2 separate regions of the Mus musculus genome follow, and region 1 is linked to region 2. The links are chromatin contacts, called in public HiChIP or PLAC-seq maps. All regions are on one chromosome and are shown on one strand. Each heading gives the region's core, a stretch centred on a gene start, on an enhancer-like site or on the middle of the called end of the contact. The rest is flanking DNA. Distances are from core to core; before and after follow the strand shown. Region 1 has its middle 200 kb from the start of Gm30948. Region 2 has its middle 170 kb from the start of Gm40899.

Region 1 (4,280 bases), core at 366-2,865, 130 kb after region 2:
TCTGGGTCCCCTGGACTTAAAGCCTAACTCAACTTTAGAGGCTTCCTCTCATGGTCCACCGCCACACAGAGAGAAATCCTCATGCAGTCCAAAAATTTATGTAATCATGAAGTTGGGAAATACAACCAAGAAGGAATCCCGAATTGTTAGAAATCACCATGAGAGTTCTATTTCTTTGATATCAATTATTTTAGGCCTGCAATATAGGCTTACATTTTTCTTCTTTATTGGTTATTTTATTTATTTACATTTCAAATGCTATTCCCCTTTGAAATTTCCCCTCTGTAAACCATCTCTATTCCATCCCCCCTTTCCCCTGCTTCTATAAGGGAACTCCTTCACCCATCCAGCAACACACCCACTCCTACCTCACTGTCCTAGTCTTCCCCTACTTTGGAGCATTGAGTCTCCACAGAACCAAGGGCCTCTCCTCCCATTGATGCCAAAAAAATCAATCTTCTGCTGTATATGCACCTGCAGCCATGAATCCCTCCATGTGTAATCTTTGGTTGGTAGTTTAGTCTCTGGGAGCTCTGGGGAGTATGGTTGATTGATAATGTTCTTCTTCCTATGCAGTTGCAAGTGTTTCTGCTTCATTAGTCCTTCCTCTGTCTCCACCATTGTGGTCCCCATTCTCAGTCCAGTGGTTGGCTGTGAGCATCAACATCTCACAGAGCCTTCCAGGATTCTGGCAGCAAGCACATCTTGTCATCAGCAATAGAGTCTGAGTTTGGTGTCTACAGATAGGATGGATCAATGGGGGGTGTGGGTTGGGCAGTCTCTGGATGGAATTTGCTTCAGGCTCTGCTCTATGCTTTCACCTGCATTTCCATTTTCTTTAGGCATGAAAATTTCTGTTTGATGTATTGGATTAAATTCATAATTATAGGAACTGATAAGATGTAGCAAAATGAAGGAGTAGACTAATTAAAATTACCATATTTGGCTGTTTAAGTGTGATTTTTCATAAGTAAACACTTGCTTAATAACTTAAATATTACTACAGGTCAAGAAAAGCATTTGATGCCCACAATAGAAAAGCACATTTGTGAATAAGTAAAATATATTTTCTCCAAATAATTTTTGAAGATTAACTGATAGTATTAAATTTAATAGCAATTATAATAATAACCAAGAGCAAATAACTAATATGTGAAGATGTGTGGATGATAGTTTGCTTCAACTATGCACTTGGAAGATTCTCTTAGACTGCTTCAAAACAACTACTCAAATTGAAGTTTCACATAACTGAATCTGGCCACTTGTTTGATGATCTGTAGCTTCTACAGGCAGAAATATTGTCCTGTGCAGCTATGAAGTAATGTTTGGATATCATTTAGATATCAGATGCCACATTGGCATCCCTGTTAGCTCTTGCTGCCACACATTATATTGATCTGTGAAAATGATCACTGTGAGGTTGATCAGAAAAATGGGATCTGAGTTCTGGCACCTGGAACCCATGTCAACAGGTCATGTACTGGGTTTGAGAAATGGCACAGTAGTTAAGAGTAAACACTGTTCTTCCAGAAGATCTGGATTTAGTTCTAAACAACCACATCAGATGGTGTACAACCAAATGCCTGTGACTCCAAATTTGAAGGATACACTGCCATCTTCTGGTATCCAAGAGTACCTGCACAAATGTTTCATTCAATTACCCAGAAAACTACACAAATACACAAAAATGAAAAGTAAAACAAACAAAAACATATTTAAAAAACTTCTGAGTTCCCCAATAATAACATAAAAGCCAAATGCCCCAGAATCTGTCTGCTGTCTTAGACTCAGAAACAGAGGAGCATTATGGTTCCTGAAGCTTTCTCCTCAGGAGAAACTGATCAAATTCAAAAATTGATCTCTAGTCAAATTGATGAGCTACAAGCTTAGTGAGAAAATATTACTTAAAATATATAGGGGAGAGCAATAAAAGTGATATCTCACATCTACCACTTGTTACCACATATACATACAAAACTTGCATACCCAAAAAATTAAAATAAAAAATGGACTGTCTCATTCTATAATACATGTCTACTCGCTCCCTTAAAATTTGTCATAATGTCTTTAAATTTAATCCAGTTTCTGCCTGTCTCTAGTTCCATAATAATGGCCATATATTTTATAGTGTAATAATTTTAGAATTCCATTTTTATGACTTGCTTTATTACAGATATTTGTTGCCGTGGAGAAAAAAAAGCTTCCAATTCTAGTGAACTAACATAGTTCCCTTTTACTCTCCACGGTTTTTTAGGTTTACTGGTTTCCAGTCACTAATTGTTGCACTGCATTTCTCATGTAGTTACAATATGCTATAAACTTAGGTATGGATTCTATAAAGTCTTTCTGTGCTGTGCATGTAAGATTTCCCATTTATATTGCTCTCCACTGGTTCTCGCTGTTGCCTAGGAGCTCAATTTCATTTTCTATTGCATTGAGTCTGTTTTCTTAGAGGAAACATTCCACACATTCACAAGGACAAGGTAGAAGCCAGAATTCTTATGACCTTGTAGATGATTCCTAAGAATGTTACTTCTGCTATGTTGGGTAAGCAACTCATTAAGCTAGTTGGTAGACAAATGGTAAGAACATGGGCATCTCAGAATAGAAAAATATGAATAATTTTAAAAACTTAAGATAAATGAAAATACAGGAAAAACATCAGTGCCCAGAAGTCCATGAGGGTGACTTGAGCTGAAACTCCTAGAGGTGGGGGATATGGGGCCTGAAGTGGCCACATCCTATAGGCAGGCAGGAGGATTGCCAGTGAAAGGATAAGGACACCAACCCAGCCAAATTTGACACAAAATTTGTTCAGCTTACAAGAAAAGCAGGGACAAATTTGGAATAGAGACTGAGGGAATAGCCAACCAGTGACTGGCACAACTTGAGAGTCATCACATGCACAAGAACTAATTCCTGAAACTATTAATGATACTTTTTATGATTGCAGACAGGAACCTATCAAAACTCTTCTCTGAGAGACTACACCCACCAGCTAATTGAAACAGATGCAGAGACCCACAGGCAATCATTGTATAGACATTGGGTATTTTTGTGGAAGAGTTGAGGTAAATATTGAGGAGAGCCACAAGAAGACCAAACAATTCAACTAATTTCGACCCCTTGGCATCTTCCATAGTTTGAACCACCAAAAAGCAAGCATGGCCTCTATCTCAGCTTCTGCATATATGTAGCAGAAATGCAGCTTGGTCATCATTTGGGTACCTCTACAACTGGAGCAGGGGCTCTACCTTACCCTGTCATGTTCAGGCTAATATAGAATTTATAGATCTGCTGATACATTATTTTTATCAAAAATGATAAATTCAAAAAATCTATGAGGAAGTTGTGATATGCAGCTAAGACTTAGAGTTTTCTTATTAGCATTGTTCCAGTGATCTGGAGTGGGTCATGATTTAGGGTGACGTGAGATACATGTTTGCAGAAAGCAGAGTAGAAAGAACAGGGATGAACTTGGTGTTTTATTTTGACATAGATATATTTGAACAGAGGTACCTACATGTGTAGACAGTGTAGATCCCAGAAGACACAGGTAATTAATTGAACATGTCAGTGCCAGTCACAGGATAACTCAATGAGAGTTAATGGTCAGAGAGTCCTCATAGGTGCCACAAAAGTATAAGGTATTGTAGTTTGTCTAGGTTACATAATAACTCCATAATAACCTCTTTTCTGAGAAAGAGTTTAAATACTGAATAGATGTTAAGCGCCAAATGAATGGGATGACTCCAAGAAACTTTCTTCCAGACATAAAAGGACTCATGCATATATGAACTACAGAGACTGAGACAGCATGCACAGGGTATGCACAGACTCAATCCAAATGAAGACCCAGTGTTGAAAGAAGAACACAGCCACGAGTTCTCAACTCTAAACAAGAAGTCTCTGAAATTGAACATCACAGGCAAAGGAAAAAATTGCTTTCTCCAATGGAGCATTATTGGGCTTATTAACCACAATTTATGGTAGACACATGTCCAGCAACAGAAGGTCAACACAAAATGAACTCAACAATATTGTTATACATATTTATTCTCATGTCAATTTGTAAACTGTTTTCAACTTGTCTTTTTCTATATATTATGTTTTCAAAGTGCAGTTTTATGAGTTTTCTTTTGTATTTGAGGGTGTGTGTGTGTTTGTTTGGTGTGTGTGTGTGTGTGTGTGTATGAGTGCATATGGGTATTTCTTATTAATTGAAATGTTTTTGATCCCTCTTTAATTTTTGTTACATTTTTTCCTTTGTCCGGAAAGAA
Region 2 (4,198 bases), core at 1,252-3,751:
AAGCCTATGATAGCCAGGGTGTAAATGTGATGGTATGCATATGCTCAGCCTAGAGTGGTACTATTAGTAGGTGTGGTACTGTTAGAATAGGTGTCTCACACTGTGTGTGGTATATAAAACTCTTAGCTGCTTGGAAGCCAGTATTCTGTTAGTATCCTTCAGATGAAGATGTAGAACACTCAGCTCAGCTTGCACCATGCCTGTGTGGATGCTGTCATGCTCTCTTGCTTTGATGACACAGGACTGAAACTTTAAACCTGTAAGCCAGCCCCAATTAAATGTTTTCCTTCATAAACTTCTGTTGGTCATAGTCTCTGTTCACAGCAGTAAAACCCTAACTATGACATATGTAAAGCCTATGAGGTATAAATTCAAGATTGCAGTATGTTTTACTGGACAGCACTCTTATTTCTAACCTTTGACTCAGAGTTTTCCATTCCATCTCTTCTATAATCATCCTCACTCTACCAACAGAGTAGACTTGGCAATGGCAGAAATGATACAGCTATGCATTCTGATATTAATACCTCTTATATTCTAAGAGCCTAAAACTTCTGGTAGACCACAAAAACAAGTTAGCAAAACACCTAGAAGTCACTTAAGACTGAAGACTGTGTGCTCTCCTGTACTGTTGCAGAATCTTGTGTTTCCAGTGGCCTTGGGCCTGCTGAGATTCTTCAAAGCTTTATTAAAAACTCTGGGTACACACTCCTCCATTGTTGGTGGGATTGCAAGCTTGTACAACCACTCTGAAAATCAGTTTGGTGGTTCCTCAGAAAATTGGACAGAGTACTACCGGAGGATCCAGCAATACCTCTCTTTGGCATATATCCAGAAGATGTCCCAACCGGTAAGAAGGACACATGCTCCACTATGTTCATAGCAGCCTTATTTATAATAGCCAGAAGCTGGAAAGAACCTAGATGCCCCTCAACAGAGGAATGGATATAGAAAATGTGGTACATTTACACAATGGAGTAGTACTCAGCTATTGAAAAGAATGAATTTATGAAATTCCTAGGCAAATGGATGGACCTGGAGGGCATCATCCTGAGTGAGGTAACCCAATCACAAAGGAACTCTCACAGTATGTACTCACTGATAAGTGGATATTAGCCCAGAAACTTAGGATACACAAGATATAAGATACAATTTGCTAAATGCATGAAACTCAAGAAGAACGAAGACCAAAATGTGGACACTTTGCCCCTTCCTAGAAATGGGGAAAAAACACCCATGGAAGGAGTTACAGAGACAAAATTTGGAGCTGTGACGAAAGGATGGACCATCTAGTGATTGCCATATCCAGGGATCCATCCCATAATCAGCCTCCAAACGCTGACACCACTGCATACACTAGCAAGATTTTGCTGAATGGACCCAGATATAGCTGTCTCTTGTGAGACTATGCCGGGGCCTAGCAAATACAGAAGTGGATGCTCACAGTCAGCTATTGGATGGGTCACATGGCCCCCAATGGAGGAGCTAGAGAAAGTACCCAAGGAGCTAAAGGGAACTGAAACTCTATATGTGGAACAAAAATATGAACTAACCAGTACCCCGGAGCTCTTGTCTCTAGCTGCATATGTATCAAAAGATGGCCTAGTCGGCCATCACTGCAAAGAGAAGCCCTTTGGACTTGCAAACTTTATATGCCCCAGTACAGGGGAACGCCAGGGCCAAAAAGGGGGAGTGGGTGGGTAGGGGGTTGGGGGGTGGGTATGGGGGACTTTTGGGATAGCATTGGAAATGTAAACGAGGAAAATACCTAATAAAAAGAAATAGAAAAAAAAAGTCTGGGTACCCATGAACCCCTACTATATCAAGGTTTACAAGCAAATTTGGGTAGGAGTGGCGTTAATGATCCTCTTCATTTATAAAATCAGCAGTGATGAAAAGGAAGTAAAGCTTTGCAAGGCACCAGTCCTGCACCTGCCCATTTCCATCAGTAGCTGTTCAATGAGTACACTCAAGATGAATATGTTGGCTAAATTTTAGAAATCTGTGTTAGAAAATCTCTGTACACTTATTTTTCTACAATTTATAATATGGCTTTAATAAATGTACCAGAGAAGCACCAAAAAATATTTAAGACTTTGAAAGGGATTTTCTTTGCTCAGAAGTTGGAATTCTACAGATCAAATTCATATACTTTTTTTCAAGCTATTCCAAATTCTACTTTCACTCAACCCAGACATATTTTTATCATCCATAATCACAGTTTCCCTTTTTTGTTGTTTTATGAAAGAAGAAAAATGTCACTGTTATCGATATTGAGAAGGCATTGAGTACTCTAGGAACATCCTAAATCAACAGCATATAATTCATGGATGTATTTCTGCAAAGTTGAAAACCCACAGTAGTTCTTTAAGAAAGAGACACAAAAAATGGACTGCCCAAATGACGGCTTCTGATCAAGTCTTCAAGCGAATATTCTCTAAGTCTTCTCATTCCCTGGGCAGTTTGCTCCTCCTCCAGTATTACTGACACACTCCGGATGTGGTTACAGCACTGTATCTTGCACAGTAAGAGTCCACAGAGTCCTCAGATGTCAGGCTGCTGAAGTACATATAGGTTGTGCTGAAGAATTTGTCTGCAGACAATGTGGCCTTGCCCTTGAACTTTTCATTGTACCCAGTACCACCACTGTAAGGAATAATATATCCAATCCTTTGAAGGCTTTTTACAGGACTTCACCCAGTGCATGTAGTAGCCAGTGAATGAGTAACCAGAAGCCTTGCAGGATATCTTCACTGACCTTAGGTCCAGACTGCTTCAGGTGGACCTCAGAGTGGACACCTATGTGGAGAAAGGAAGAATTTATGTAAGTGACATCCCAGGCCATTTCTTTTCTTCAGATTTGGAACTGGTGATCCCCTTACCTGTAGTTCCTGACAGGAGGAAGAGAAAGTTCCAGCTCCATTCCATGTTTAGAGACCGTGTGTTCAGGGACTGTGGAGAAGACGTTGGTCATATGTGGTTTTCAGGGTGTGGACATTCCTGTTTTTAACCACCATGAACTCAGGTAATTTACATATTCATGAGCAGGCCACTTCTTACATAAGAACTTAGTCCAACTGGTGAAGAATTGGAGAGGAAGGACTGAAAAGGCTCATGGGTAAACTAGCAGGATGTTCTAGTCCAAATCCAATAACTCCCTGAGGAAATGCACCCCATACACTTTCTGTTAGCCCTTCACTGCTGGTATGGCTGCAACTAAAGGGATGAATGTTTCAATCTATACTTGGCCTATGTCTGTTGCTCCACTCTGGGATATGTTAACATGTTGATTTACAGATAATGCTTTTTGAAGATCAAGATGTTGGTGATGATAATTTTGAAGATGATGATGAAGAAGATAATGATAATGTTGGGAATAGCCATTAAAAAGATTTAATGTCTTAATTAGAACACATTCAGATGTTAATAAGGAAGAAGACAAATGGGAAAACTGATGACATGGATGTGGAAAATGTTGAATCTTTACTCATTATTAATATGAGTGCACTAGTGTGGTATACTGACTTTAGAATTCTGTTTGAAATTGTCACCAAAAAGAGTAAAAAAACTGTGCTGTGTCCCGGCTCCTTCCTTCCCAAGCATGTACACAAATAACTCTATATTATTACATAGACAGTTACACATCCATGTTTATTGCTTCTCCAATCACAGAAACTAGGAAATGGAATCAATTTACATTTATAAAAAGGACAAATAGATACTGACAATGTTTGGGTTATAGACAATGAAATATTCCTCAGTATATATGAGAAAATATTATTTGCATACTAATGAGTAAGAACATGGAATATTTGCTCTATGATGTCAACCAGGTCCATAGAAACAAACGCTTTATGTTTTCATTTATGTGTGGTTGCATGATTTGAATAACACACTATGATCATTCCTACCTCCACTCTGACCCTCTGGTTTTCTTTGGGACCTTCAAATATGGCTTTCTCACAACATCCTGACGACGTCTTTTATTGGTTATTACATTTATTTATATATCAAATGTTATCTCATTTCCCTGGTTCCCCTCAACTAATCCCCTATCACATCACACCTGCCCCTGCTTCTATAGGTTGCTCCCCCAAACCATATATCCACTCCTGCCACATCCTTCTAGATTTCTCCTATGCTGGATCATCGAGCATTCACAGAACAATGAGCCTTCCCTGCTATGGATACCAGGTAA

The links. HiChIP or PLAC-seq counts read pairs in DNA pulled down with a chosen protein or histone mark.
Region 1: a contact with region 2 is called in a RAD21 HiChIP or PLAC-seq map of pro-B cells, with 2.6 times the contacts expected there. The contact joins two enhancer-like sites. A contact is called at or near these places in 2 of 15 datasets of contacts at CTCF or cohesin (large pre-B cells and pro-B cells).

What each region holds. Positions count from the first base shown.
Region 1 is chr12:115,058,551-115,062,830 of GRCm38.p6, forward strand. It overlaps Igh. Among named protein-coding and RNA genes, the nearest start is that of Gm30948, 200 kb to the right of the region's middle. Within about 2 kb of position 1,616, at least 1 of the 459 cell types and tissues checked has an H3K27ac peak or open chromatin away from gene starts, as enhancers often do. A contact at or near this core is called in pro-B cells, where this site is marked.
Region 2 is chr12:114,929,855-114,934,052 of GRCm38.p6, forward strand. It overlaps Igh and the pseudogene Ighv1-41. Among named protein-coding and RNA genes, the nearest start is that of Gm40899, 170 kb to the left of the region's middle. Within about 2 kb of position 2,502, at least 23 of the 459 cell types and tissues checked have an H3K27ac peak or open chromatin away from gene starts, as enhancers often do. A contact at or near this core is called in pro-B cells, where this site is marked.